2 separate regions of the Mus musculus genome follow, and region 1 is linked to region 2. The links are chromatin contacts, called in public HiChIP or PLAC-seq maps. All regions are on one chromosome and are shown on one strand. The core of a region is the stretch at or near the end of the contact, and the rest is flanking DNA. Distances in the headings are between cores, read along the strand shown.

Region 1 (6,833 bases), core at 289-2,788, 160 kb before region 2:
TCCTGAGTTCAAATCCCAGCAACCACATGGTGACTCACAACCATCTGTAACAAGACCTGATTCCCTTGTCTAAAGACAGCTACAGTGTACTTACATATAATAAATAAATCTTTTTTAAAAATGTGTTTAAAAATCCAGAACACCTTAAGTTTAATTGTGAGACTATAACTATCTAGTCTTCAACCCCACCAGAGATTCGAGAATGAATAAATATTATTTGAGTATGCAGGAAGCACAGGGACTCAGCTTCTAAAAATCATAGAAGTAACATAGATAGCTTAAGGCTTGAACAGTCCTACATTTTTTTTTTATGACATTGGAGCATCTATCTTCAGCCTTTCATCCCAGAACATCTGACAGGCCTTAAATGAAGCAGGAATTATGAAGGACTAGCTTACTCTGACTTGGCAGAGCTTAGCAATCGACTATCCTATGTCTCTTTGTGCTTTTTGGACAGCATTCTGTCTGCAGATAAAATTGGGACATTTCCCCGCAGTGGCTAGCTTGCCACAATTGGAGCAACTCTATATGGAGGTTATTGATGCTCATCATCTCCCTTGAAGTGGAATGGGGTGCTGTCAGGACCTTGGCTAAGTGTTCTCCACGCTGAGTTGTGGGGTTGGAGACAGCAAACATTAATTAAGTTGGACATGAAGGAGACCTTTCTGTTTGGTAAAGTATCAAATGTTATTAGTTACCCCCAAATGGATAAATGGTATCCAGTCAATCAATAAGCAGAAAACATTTTGTTGCTGTTTATAAGAGCTAATCCTAATATACATGGGAGTGGGGTGTGGGGAGTGTGGGAATAGGGGGAGGAATTTGGGGTTTTCTCTTGAGACAAGGCCTCACTGTATAGCCCTGGCTAGCCTGGAACTCACAGATCTGCATTCCAATGCCTCCTGGGTGCTGGGATTAAAGGCCACCATTTACAGCTTGCTTTTTTTTTTTTTCCTTTTTTTTTTTTTTTTTTTTTCCGAGACGGGGTTTCTCTGTATTCTCTGTATAGCCCTGGCTGTCCTGGAATTCACTCTGTAGACCAGGCTGGCCTCAAACTCAGAAATCTGCCTACTTCTGCCTCCCAAGTGCTGGGATTGAAGGTGTGCGCCACCACGCCCGGCTCATTTACAGCTTTTTATTTTACTATTTTCCTGACAGGATTTCACTATTTACTTTTTCCCTCAGAGGAGAGTTTTCAAAAACTAGAATTATATCACAGAAATCTTAAAAACCAAAGCAGGAATGATATTTTTAGACGAAAACCTGAAAGGTATGTGTGGATCGTTAAGGAAAGGCTGTCCCATTCTCTGTGGATGCTATCAATGGCTGCCCCATTCTCTGTGGATGCTATCAATGGCTGTCCCCTATCAATGGCTGTCCCGTTCTCTGTGGATGTTAGTGGATGGCTGTCCCGTCCTCTCGCCAACTCTCTCACCTTACTCATCAGCATTTTAAAGGAATTACCATGTGGTCATAAGGAGGCAGAAGGAAGGCCTGACCTTGACCAGATGGTTCCTGTTTTTCTTGTTGCCCACGTGCTCTTAGCCCATCTGTGTGCTCAGCAGGTCAGTGCCAGGGGCAGAGAGGCCAAAGAGATAGCGGTCACCTCAATTAGCCTTGGTTTCTCTACTGTGAAACAGTAATAAGGGAGTTGAAGAAATGATTGTTTAAATCTTTCTCTGCTCTGTTCTGATGTGACTTTGAGTAGGCTATTTCCAACGGATTTCCATTCTTGGGCCATGTTCTGAGGTAGGGGAGAGAAAATGAAGTGTATGCAATCTCACTGCGGCCTGTAGGTGGAGCCAGAGCTCCACTGGACTCCTGTGTGATCTGCTCAAGGCCAGGTCAGCTTCAGCAAGACCTGCACACCCAAAAAATATCTTTGGGCCCATGTGTTCTTATTCCCAAGAGGCAGTTTACTTAATGCGAATCTCTGGTCAACTGACATTCTCTGGACCTTCATCCTGAGGCCTGGAGCAAACAGCCCTGTAGTTACTACTGGCTTCAGTGATATCTCCCAATGTTTATGTCTCAATGTCCCAAAGGCTATCAGGGCTACTCTGTTATAAACTGGCACTGCCCAACATGGCGACCCTAAGAACCATGTGGCTTTTACCACTCAAATGATGTTAAGAAGTCAGTTCCTCCATAGTCAAGTAGACATTCACACAGACTGTGACTTGTGGCAGCTGCTGTGGCTGCAGGGGCCTTTCTCTCCCTGGGAGGCTGTGGAAACCTTGGGAGGTGGAGTGTGGTTAGAGGAAGAACACTAGAGCGTGGCCTTAAAGAGGACCTGGTTCTTCCCCTCCCAGTTTCCTGGCTGCCACAAGCAGATCAGCTCGGCTCCTGCCGTGATTCTCTGCCTTAACCACAGGCCCAGAAACAAGAGTCAGACGAGCACAGACCAAACCCTGGGAACCCATGAGCCAAAGGAGATCTCCCCTTCTTCTCAATTGTTTCAGGTGTTCACCACAGAGAGGAGGCTGCCAATACAAGCTCTACTATGTGGAACACAGTAATAGGCACTAGGAGAAACTGTGTTATTAATGCTGACACCCCTACACTCAAGGGGTTCAGGGAGTTCTGTCCTGCCCTGCCACTGCACACACACACACACACATTCACACACAGATGCACACTCAGACATAAACACATACAAGCACACAAACTCACACATACATATGCATACTCACACAAAATGCACATACATACACAGAGATTCACACACACACACAGAGTCACACATAAAGACTCACACAAATTCACACACATTCTCACACACAAATACATATATCCACACAAATTCACACACATACACAGATTCACACACATGCACACTCACACATAAAGGCACATACACACAAATTCACATATTTGCACACATACACACTCACACATAAAGGCACATACACACAAATTCACACATTTGCATCCTCACACACTCACACACACGCAAATACACACACATACATGCACACACAGAGGGGAGCCTCTGTGTGTTGTTTTGGAATCCAGTAATTTGCCATTCATCATCTCATTGCAAAGTAGGAGACCTGATTACAAGGTAGGTGCCTGATGGGCACCGGAGAAGCTATGCTGCAGTCACGGCCTCGCAGAAGAGATGATGCCAGCTGTCAGCACCCAAGGATACCTCCTATGTGCAGAGGTGACTGGCCACAAATGCCTTAGGATGAATTCTAGCCTGGTGGAGGGAAGCACTTAAAAACATGCCCTTGCTGCAAGTGCAGACAGCCCCCATTTCCATCTGTTGTGCTCACTGGGGTCTGTGTGTCCTTTTACTCAAGGGGATGAAGGCTCCACTGACCTGGGGTGGTCGGTGCTCTCACTGTCACACATCTTGGTGTGCTTTAGAGAAGAGATCTGTTATGATTTGAGTATGAAATGCTCCCCAAGTGTCAGGTTCAGAGGGGTTAGTGATCAGACAATAAATTCTGAGAGCTCGACCTGATTAACGGAGTTGTCCCTTGATGCGCGATGGGAAAGTCGTGAAGAGCAGGTACAGCAGAAGTGGGGATAGTGGAAGCTACACCCTGCCCTGGCCCTTTGCTAGAACCCTCTTTCTCTGTTTCCTGCCTGCAATGAGGTGAACAAGCTTCTCCATCACACACGGTGTCGGGTGTGTGCTCTACTCAAACACACAGGGCAAAACTCTCTAAGACCACGAGCCAAAACAAACTGCCCTTCCCTAACTTGTTCTTGCCAGGGCGGGGGCGGAGGCGGGGGCGGGGGCGGGGGCGACCACAGCATTAAAAGCGGTACTGCAGACAGGCCCTCATTCTCAGCAGGATGTCCTATCCCAGTAGCTCCTGCTTCTCTTCCTAGATCTACAAACAGTGGAAAGACTTCACTGGTGATGTTAGGGTGGGACCAGCCCTATGGTGGACTGCGTGCCCTGCAGTAGGATTTCAGAGGCAATTGGACAGCTGTGCCCTGTGGCCTTGAGTAGGAGAATAGATGCTCAGGGCATCAACTTGTGAAGCTGGGGAAGAGACACAACCGAGGAGGGCTGTACTATGATGTTCACGTTGGGTTTGCCTGGCAGCAGCCTCGGGTGAGGTCTTGGAAGCAGGTAGTTTGAGAGCAAGAGATGAGTTTGAAAAGCAGGAGTGTGGGGGTGGGGATCACAGGGCCAGAGGAAAAGCTAGATTATTAAGGTCACCACCCAGCTCTGCTGCGCCATCCTGAAAAGTACACAGAATGCACCCAGAATTACCTGAAAGAAAGAGACTGGGTGTCTGCTGAAAACCTGTGTGTTGAAGGTTTGCTCCCCAAGGTAGCAGGAGCCAGAGGTGGGACTTTTAGGAAGGGATTGGATCATGGCGGTTCTGGCTTCATCAACAGATTAATCCATCCATGGCTTCACAATGTCAGGACCTGCTGGGAGGTGCTGGGAACTCAGGAGGCAGGAGGCAGTTGAAGGGGATTGGTCTTGGAGTTACGGCCTTGGAATGGTTTCTTGTCCTGGCCCCCTCCCCTCTGCTTCCTGGCCAGCATATGGTGAACAGCCTTGTTCCACCATGTTCTTCTACCATGCTGTTCTGCCTTACCACAGGCCTGATACAACAGAGCCAGCCACCCATGGGCTGAGGTCTCTGAAACCAAGTAAGTCCTTCTTTCTTTCAGGTGGCTTTCTCAAGTACTCTGCTAAAGCAATAAAAGGCTGACAAACACAGTTGCTGCATGAACTGTTCCGCCTTCAGAGAACACCCAGGGCAGAGTGCAGGTGACCCTGGGCTCTGACCTAGAGGAAATCTGAGCCAGCACAGAACTCGGTGGCCCTGCTGCTGGCAAAGGATGTGCAGGGAGTGTGCTGCCATCTGTGTCTGCCGTGCTTACTAAACCGTACAGTCAGACTATAAATGGCGTGGTCCCAGGGTGGCCAGTGTGCCCCGGACCCAGGGGAGATATGCGTCTCCTGTGCAGCCTCTGGAAGAATCCATTTTGCAGTGAGAGTGAAAGCTGAGCTCCCACAGAGGAGTTGGGATCCTCACTAAAGTTTATGTGGTCTGTGTGCTGGTGGTGAAGCTGATGTGAGTCCCAGGGGTCAGCTGGAGGTATGGCAGAGTTGGAGGAAGCCACAGGCCTCTCCTGAAGCACTTCCTCAGCTCCCTGTCTGTAGAGAGGTAGACATGCTCCTCTGCCTCTATTCCTACACTTCGATGGTCTACTCAAGGGCACAGGGCATCGGAGCCAACCTCTGCCGTGTACTGTGCTGACTTCCTTTAGCCTCTCGTTTCCTGATGGCATTAGGATGCCTGTCCTGTGCCCTAACTTGGCCTTTGAATGACATTAGTCATTGTGTTGGCTGGATATCAGTGCTGTCCCAGAAACTACTCTGCAGATTCTGAATATGTAATGTTGCCCTGGGTAAGGTGACAGCCAGCAGATTTTGTAACAGTCAAGAGTATCTGTCATTCTCCTCCCCAGCAACCAGGCTCCATTAGCTTGAGCAGGGTTCTTGTGGCCAGGCACGTTATCTGAGCTGTCACCATCCAGCTCTGCCGCCTTCGCCTTCGCCTGAATGGCAGGAAACGCATGGGTGGGCCTTGTCAGTTCCCTTGTTACTGGCATCACTCTGATGTTCAGCCATGAGCCCTGTGGCTATGAGTCACCGAAGGAGAGAGGCTGCCTGAACATCTCTGCCAGATTTTGGAAGAGCTTTGCTAGAGACAGAAGAGTCTTTGGATCTGCCCCTACTCCTGTCCCCTGTGCTCCTTGAGTGGACTGCAACTTAGAGCCACCTGGCAGGGCTAATGTGCATGCCTGCCACTTTAGCTGGGGTGCAGAGCCTGTGTCAGATAAATCCAGGGAAAGAAAAAGACATCAGCCACTGGGCCTGGCTTTGAAATCCTGTCCCTACTTAACACAATGGAACTGACATCAGTCAAAGCTGTGCTGTAACTGACAGCAAGATGAGGCCACAGTGTCTAGTTTGCTTCCTGTTGCTTGGTCCCCAGGGCAGTAATATTCAGAGGGGTTCTGGCTTCATTAACAGATTAATCCATCCATGGCTTCACAATGTCAGGACCTGCTGGGAGGTGCTGGGAACTCAGGAGGCAGGAGGCAGTTGAAGGGGATTGGTCCTGGAGTTACGGCCTTGGAATGGTTTCTTGTCCTGGCCCCCTCCCCTCTGCTTCCTGGCCAGCATATGGTGAACAGCCTTGTTCCACCATGTTCTTCTACCATGCTGTTCTGCCTTACCACAGGCCTGAAACAACGGAGCCAGGCAGCCAGCCATGGACAGAAATAAACTTTCCTTCCTTTCAGTTGACTCTCTCAAGTACTGTGTTGCAGCAGTGAAAAGCTCGCAAACATGGAGAACCACCCTGTTTTAAACGTTTATTTGCCTTATACTTCCAGGTCGGTCCATCGAGAAGAGAAGTCAAGGCCGAAACTCAAGGCAGACAAGGAGGTGGAAGCAGAAACTATGGAGAAACATTGCTTGCCAGTTTGCTCGCTGGCTCATGCTCAACCAGCTTCCACCTGCCTAGGCACAGTGCCACCCACAGTGGGCTGGGCCCTCCTACATCAATCAAGATAATCTCTTAAAGACATGGCCACAGGCCATTTTGATCTCTGCAGTCTCACAGTTGGGACTCTCTTTTTCCAGGTGACTTTAAATTGTGTCAAGTTGACAATAAAAACTAACCAGTACAACATTTAAGCAAAGACAAAAGCAAGACCACAGGCCACCTGTAAGTAGTCTAGTCTGTGGGCAAACAAAAGTGGTGTTTCCCAATTAATTATGGGTCTAGCCCTACTCTACTCCCCCACAGCCTCCCAGACTAAGATAATTAAGATGCTCTGTCACA
Region 2 (7,482 bases), core at 4,688-7,187:
GCTCCAGGCTGGGCTCTTAGGCAGAGACCTACTCCCTTCTCTTTGCTTCTGTTCCTTCTTTCTTTTCCTTTTAGTGCTGGGGATCAAACCCAGGGCCTGGTGGGTGCTAGGCAAGTGCTCTATCATTGCTCTACATGCCCAGCCCGTTGGCCTGTTTGATTCTCTTAACTGGTCCTCTAAGCACCTCCCACCTCAACAACTGCAGCTCCCTTGCAGCCTGTTCAGTGTCTGGAGAGAAAGCTCCATGCTGACCCTCGCTTGAGGCACCGGCACCAGCACCAGCAGAGGGTCCCACTCTTCAGAGGGCGAGACCCCAGACCCCAACACTCTCCTTGGAGTTTCTAGGCTTTACTACCCCCAATTTCTTCCTCTGGTTCCTCCAGCCTGTGGGTAGAGGTTGCTTCCTAAGGCTGCACCTTGTGTCACTCCTTGGCTCTACTTTACCTGCTCAGTTACTCTGTCAACAGTTATTCCTATTAAATCCCCTCTGAGGAAAGCACACTGGAGGCTGGCACAATGATTTTGTGGATAAGGACACTCACCCTGAAAGCTTTACAGCCTGGCGTCATCCCCAGGACCCATGTGGTGGAAGGTGTTGGGAGCCGCCCCCACATTTGCCGTCACAAGATGGCGCTGACATCCTGTGTTCTAAGTGGTAAACAAATAATCTGCGCATGTGCCAAGGGTATTTTACGACTACTTGTACTCTGCCTTTTCCGTGAACGTCAGCTCGGCCATGGGCTGCAGCCAATCAGGGAGTGATGCGTCCTAGGCGAAATATAACTCTCCTAAATAGGAAAGGGGTTTCGGTTTCAATAGAGGGGTGGCTTTCGCTTTTGGGGCTGGGGGTTTGCGCTCCTAGCTCCTGAAGATGTAAGCAATAAAGTTTTGCCGCAGAAGATTCTGGTCTGTTGTGTTCTTCCTGGCCGGGCGTGAGAACGCTATTAAGAATTGGTGCCGAAACCCGGGACGAGAAAAAATCCGGGACGAAAAAATACAAGAAAACTCGGGACCGGCACAAGGAAGATCCCTCATTCCAGAACCAGAACTGCGGGTCGCGGTAATAAAGGTTCCCGTAAAGCAGACTGTTGAGAAGGATTCAACTGCATGAATTCAGAACTTTTCAGCTGGGGAACGAGAGTACCAGTGAGTATAGCTTTACGAGGTAAGCCTGGCCTTGAACTTTCTAAGGAAATTCAAGACAGTCTATCAGAAGTAAAGTGGAAAATAGCTTTATAAGGTATGTTTGGCCTTGAACTTTCTCTAGTGTTAGAAGCCCTTTTGTTCCTTTTCACATGTTATCAAGTGGTTAAGGCAGGGCGGATTCTAGATGAAATTCAGGACAATCTATCAGAAGTAAAGCGGAGAGAGAGAGTAGGAGCAAAGAGAAAATATGGTACACAAAATAAGTATACAGGCCTTTCCAAGGGTCTTGAACCCGAGGAAAAGTTTAGGTCAGGTAAGAATACCTGGGGAGAGATTGGAAGGAAGGAGAAGGAAAAAGAAAAGAAAAAAGATCAATTAGAGAAGCCAGTTCTTAGTAGTTCTGAATCAGATGAAAAGGCTATTAGGGCCTGGAAGGCGCTCTCCCGAGCAGGTGAAGCCACTGGACAATAATGACAGAGGCAGGCTCTTGCAGCCTACAAGGTCTTATTGTCCACCCTAGAGTTGTAGATCAAGATTGTAAAGGGGAACTTCAGGTTCTCTGTTCTTGTCCTCAAGTTGTCTTTTCTATATCACAAGGGGACAGAATAGCTCAACTAATAATTTTGCCAAGCCTACATGGCTGTTTTTTCTTCCTCTGGTATTCCTAGAGCTGCAAGAGGGATTGGTTCTACTAGAAATGATTCTGATTACTTAATAATGCCTTTAGATTGTTGTCAAATTTTATCTACTCACGTAGGGGTAAACCCTCGTGGCGTCAGGCCATTACAGGTCTGACAAATGGATGTCACGCATATTTCCTCCTTTGAGAGAAATCAATATTTACATGTTTAGATAAGAAGAGATCACCTCCATACCTTAAATGATTTTCAAAAGCTGTTGGGAGATATTAATTGGCTCAGACCTTTTTTAAAGATTCCTTCCGCTGAGTTAAGGCCTTTGTTTGGTATTTTAGAAGGAGATCCTCATATCTCCTCCCCTAGGACTCTTACTCTAGCTGCTAACCAGGCCTTACAAAAGGTGGAAAAAGCCTTACAGAATGCACAATTACAACGTATTGAGGATTCGCAGCCTTTCAGTTTGTGTGTCTTTAAGACAGCACAATTGCCAACCGCAGTTTTGTGGCAGAATGGGCCATTGTTGTGGATCCATCCAAACGTATCCCCAGCTAAAATAATAGATTGGTATCCTGATGCAATTGCACAGCTTGCCCTTAGAGGCCTAAAAGCAGCAATCACCCACTTTGGGCGAAGTCCATATCTTTTAATTGTACCTTATACCGCTGCACAGGTTCAAACCTTGGCAGCCACATCTAATGATTGGGCAGTTTTAGTTACCTCCTTTTCAGGACAAATAGATAACCATTATCCAAAACATCCAATTTTACAGTTTGCCCAAAATCAATCTGTTGTTTTTCCACAAATAACAGTAAGAAACCCACTTAAAAATGGGATTGTGGTATATACTGATGGATCAAAAACTGGCATAGGTGCCTATGTGGCTAATGGTAAAGTGGTATCCAAACAATATAATGAAAATTCACCTCAAGTGGTAGAATGTTTAGTGGTTTTAGAAGTTTTAAAAACCTTTTTAGAACCCCTTAATATTGTGTCAGATTCCTGTTATGTGGTTAATACAGTAAATCTTTTAGAAGTGGCTGGAGTGATTAAGCCTTCCAGTAGAGTTGCCAATATTTTTCAGCAGATACAATTAGTTTTGTTATCTAGAAGATTTCCTGTTTATATTACTCATGTTAGAGCCCATTCAGGCCTACCTGGCCCCATGGCTCTGAAAAATGATTTGGCAGATAAGGCCACTAAAGTGGTGGCTGCTGCCCTATCATCCCCGGTAGAGGCTGCAAGAAATTTTCATAACAATTTTCATGTGACGGCTAAAACATTACGCAGTCGTTTCTCCTTGACAAGAAAAGAAGCCCGTGACATTGTTACTCAATGTCAAAGCTGCTGTGAGTTCTTGCCAATTCCTCATGTGGGAATTAACCCACGCGGTATTCGACCTCTACAGGTCTGGCAAATGGATGTTACACATGTTTCTTCCTTTGGAAAACTTCAATATCTCCATGTGTCCATTGACACATGTTCTGGCATCATGTTTGCTTCTCCGTTAACCGGAGAAAAAGCCTCACATGTGATTCAACATTGCCTTGAGGCATGGAGTGCTTGGGGGAAACCCAAACTCCTTAAGACTGATAATGGACCAGCTTATACGTCTCAAAAATTCCAGCAGTTCTGCCGTCAGATAGATGTTACCCACCTGACTGGACTTCCATACAACCCTCAAGGACAGGGTATTGTTGAGCGTGCGCATCGCACCCTCAAAGCCTATCTTATAAAACAGAAGAGGGGAACTTTTGAAGAGACTTTACCCCGAGCACCAAGAGTGTCTGTGTCTATGGCACTCTTTACACTCAATTTTTTAAATATTGATGCTCATGGCCATACTGCGGCTGAACGTCATTGTACAGAGCCAGATAGGCCCAATGAGATGGTTAAATGGAAAAATGTCCTTGATAATAAATGGTATGGCCCGGATCCTATTTTGATAAGATCCAGGGGAGCGGTCTGTGTTTTCCCACAGAATGAAGACAACCCATTTTGGATACCAGAAAGACTCACCCGAAAAATCCAGACTGACCAAGGGAATACTGATGTCCCTCGTCTTGGTGATGTCCAGGGCGTCAATAATAAAGAGAGAGCAGCGTTGGGGGATAATGTCGACATTTCCACTCCCAATGACGGTGATGTATAATGCTCAAGTATTCTCCTGCTTTTTTACCACTAACTAGGAACTGGGTTTAGCCTTGATTCAGACAGCCTTGGCTCTGTCTGGACAGGTCCAGACGACTGACACCATTAACACTTTGTCAGCCTCAGTGACTACAGTCATAGATAAACAGGCCTCAGCTAATGTCATGATACAGGGAGGTCTCATGCTGGTTAATCAACTCATAGATCTTGTCCAGAAACAACTAGATGTATTATGGCAAATAGCTCAGCTGGGGTGTAAACAAAAGTTTCCGAGATTGTGTGTTACTTCCATTCAGTATGAGAATTTTACTAGGGCAGCTAATTTGTCAAAAAGTCTTTTTCAGTATATGTTACAGAATTAGACGGCTGAATTTGAACAGATCCTTCGAGAATTGAGACTTCAGGTCAACTCCACGCGCTTGGACCTGTCCCTGACCAAAGGATTACCCAATTGGATCTCCTCAGCATTTCCCTTCTTTAAAGAATGGGTGGGATTGATATTATTTAGAGATACACTTTGCTGTGGATTAGTGTTGCTTCTTTGATTGGTCTGTAAGCTTAAGGCCCAAACTAGGAGAGACAAGGTGGTTATTGCCCAGGCGCTTGCAGGACTAGAACATGGAGCTTCCCCTGATATATCTATGCTTAGGCAATAGGTCGCTGGCCACTCAGCTCTTATATCCCATGAGGCTAGTCTCATTGCACGGGATAGAGTGAGTGTGCTTCAGCAGCCCGAGAGAGTTGCACGGCTAAGCACTGCAATAGAAGGGCTCTGCGGCATAAAATGAGCCTATTCTAGGGAGACATGTCATCTTTCAAGAAGGTTGAGTGTTCAAGTGTCCTTCCCCCAGGAAAAACAACACGGGACCAGACCAGGACCCCTCTGGGTGATGAGCCTGGGAGGAGGTTATGTGTACGGCTCCTTTACCTACACACTGGGGATTTGACCTCTATCTCCACTCTCATTAATATGGGTGGCCTATTTGCTCTTATTAAAAGAAAAGGGGGAGATGTTGGGAGCCGCCCCCACATTTGCCGTCACAAGATGGCGCTGACATCCTGTGTTCTAAGTGGTAAACAAATAATCTGCGCATGTGCCAAGGGTATTTTACGACTACTTGTACTCTGCCTTTCCCGTGAACGTCAGCTCGGCCATGGGCTGCAGCCAATCAGGGAGTGATGCGTCCTAGGCGAAATATAACTCTCCTAAATAGGAAAGGGGTTTCGGTTTCAATAGAGGGGTGGCTTTCGCTTTTGGGGCTGGGGGTTTGCGCTCCTAGCTCCTGAAGATGTAAGCAATAAAGTTTTGCCGCAGAAGATTCTGGTCTGTTGTGTTCTTCCTGGCCGGGCGTGAGAACGCTATTAAGAGGAAGGAAAGAACCAACCCCTGTAAAGTTGTTTTCTCCACAGAGGGGGAGGGGGAGGGGACTCTGATTCTATCCCCCTTCCCCTAGAAAGCTCCATCCCAGTTTTCCATGTCAAACTTAGGGAGGGGCTGTGTACCCTATGCTTATACAACTTTATGGTGATGGTGTCCTCTCCTTGGGGAGCCCAGCCGTGGCATTCCTATCTAGCTCCTCAATCAACTGCTTCAGACCCATTAGACTTTCCATTCATGCCTGCAACCTTTTTCTACCTATGATAGTCAGCTCAGTCCTTCTCTTGTGTAGGTTTGTGTGCAAAAACCAGCTGACTGTGAACAATAGAAGTCTCTAGCAGTGTCTGTTGTCTTATTGTCTGTCTTAGTCATTGTTCTTTTGCTGTGAAGAGATACCGCGACCACAGCAACTCTTATAAAGGGAAGCATTTAACTGGAGTTTGACTACAGGTTCAGAGGCTTAGTCATCATGGGGGTGTGGGAGCATGGCAGCATGCGGGCAGACATGGTGCTGCAACCATAGCTGAGAGTTCTACATCCAGACAGCAGGAAGAGATAGACTCTGGACTTGGAATGGGATTTTTGAAACCTCAAGGCCCATCCCCCCAGTTTCCTCCAACTGGCCACCTCCCAACACTCCCTGATACGATCTATGGGGACCATTCTTATTCTAACCACCACATTGTCTTCTATAATACTTATCTAAGCAACTATTTACATTTACTTGCTGCTGATTGCGTAGCTGCCCATTCAAGAGCAAGAAGTTTGCTGTTGTTTAATGCTATTGTTATCTGCATCTAGTACACACCCATCCATTCACTTACTAAACGCCAAGGGCATGAATTATATAATTAAGCAGGATTAACAGTGAAGATGAGCAGCACAGCTCCCCAGGAAAACACCTTCAAGAGAGGCCATGAGAATGGGCTCCTAAGGAGAAACCCAGAATGGGCAAATCATAGAGGGCACAGGGAAGGCAGGTAGATGACATGTCTCCAAGACATCAGCTGTGAAGGGTAATGAGGCAGTAGGCCAGGTGTATACCACCAGGTCAACCCAGTCCAACACTTCTGTAAGTTCGCTCTTTATAACACACATGCTTGCAGAGCCATCCACATAGGGTTCACTCCCAGCTGTATAGGAGCCAGAAAGATAAGGCATAACATTGGCAAGAAGGAAAAGAGCTAGATAAATACTGTTGAGCAGCCATAATGTGGAGTGTTGCCTCCATTAGAGTTATGTCAGAGCATAAGTATGGTGTGGACCAAGGCGCATGACTGGAGAGTAACTGAAAAGGGGGATTATGGAACAACATGGTTGTGTTGAGACCCATTCTGTCCAAGTGTACACACACACACACACACACACACACACACACACACACACACACATGTTTATGAAAGGATATAAAACTTGAGATATGTGATTCATGTAATTTATGTCAAATAGCCCAAAGAGTTGTTTGTGAGCTTTAAAACCTGGGGCTGAGAACATAGCAGAACAGGCCAGGACATGCCCGGGCAGGCCCGTAGTCACATGTCCTGACTGGCCTAGTGCCTTCCTATCTCCCGCCCTTCTGACAGTCTGTTGATGTTTAAATGAACCAATCATGTGAAACCGCGCCAATTCCTCCCCCAGCCCCACCCCTTTTCTATAAAAGTCCCTAGCTTCCAAGCCTCAGGGTCGAAACCACTGTCTCCTGCGTGAGATACGTTTCGAACCGGAGCTCCGCCATTATGGCTCCACCATGTGGTCGACACCTCTGTCTCCTGCGGGAGATATGTGTCGGCCCGGAGCTCTGTCATTAAACTACCTCATGCTTTTACAACAAGATGGTCGTCTGTTCGTGATTCTTGGGTGCGCGCCGAACGGAAATTGAGTGGGGGTTTCCCCACTAGGTTCTTTCATTTACAGAAACATAGGAAATCATCTACAAGGAACATGGCTGATTGGCTGTTAACAGTGCAGGGCTATGGGACTGGAATAGACAAAGAGAGACCTTTATTTTAGGGTATTGCTTGAATTTGCTGTCACTCACATAGGCTAACCTTCAAATTAATGTAGAAAAAGAAAGCATAAGGGACTATGGCCACCAAGCACCATGGGCAAGCCCAAGATTCAGAAGTCCATGATCGGCATGGTTGGATCAAGCAGGTCAGAAGGATGAGACAA

Evidence for each region. HiChIP or PLAC-seq counts read pairs in DNA pulled down with a chosen protein or histone mark.
Region 1: an H3K27ac HiChIP or PLAC-seq map of embryonic stem cells shows a contact between it and region 2, with 2.6 times the contacts expected there. The contact joins two enhancer-like sites. A contact is called at or near these places in 11 of 115 datasets of contacts at active chromatin or transcription factors (acute myeloid leukemia, cardiomyocytes, embryonic stem cells and 4 more) and 2 of 9 other capture datasets (adipose tissue and liver).

What each region holds. Positions count from the first base shown.
Region 1 is chr14:32,072,071-32,078,903 of GRCm38.p6, reverse strand. No RefSeq gene overlaps it. Among named protein-coding and RNA genes, the nearest start is that of Dph3, 10 kb to the left of the region's middle. Within about 2 kb of position 1,538, at least 54 of the 459 cell types and tissues checked have an H3K27ac peak or open chromatin away from gene starts, as enhancers often do. A contact at or near this core is called in embryonic stem cells, where this site is marked.
Region 2 is chr14:31,917,131-31,924,612 of GRCm38.p6, reverse strand. No RefSeq gene overlaps it. Among named protein-coding and RNA genes, the nearest start is that of Gm36164, 7.9 kb to the right of the region's middle. Within about 2 kb of position 5,937, at least 8 of the 459 cell types and tissues checked have an H3K27ac peak or open chromatin away from gene starts, as enhancers often do. A contact at or near this core is called in embryonic stem cells, where this site is marked.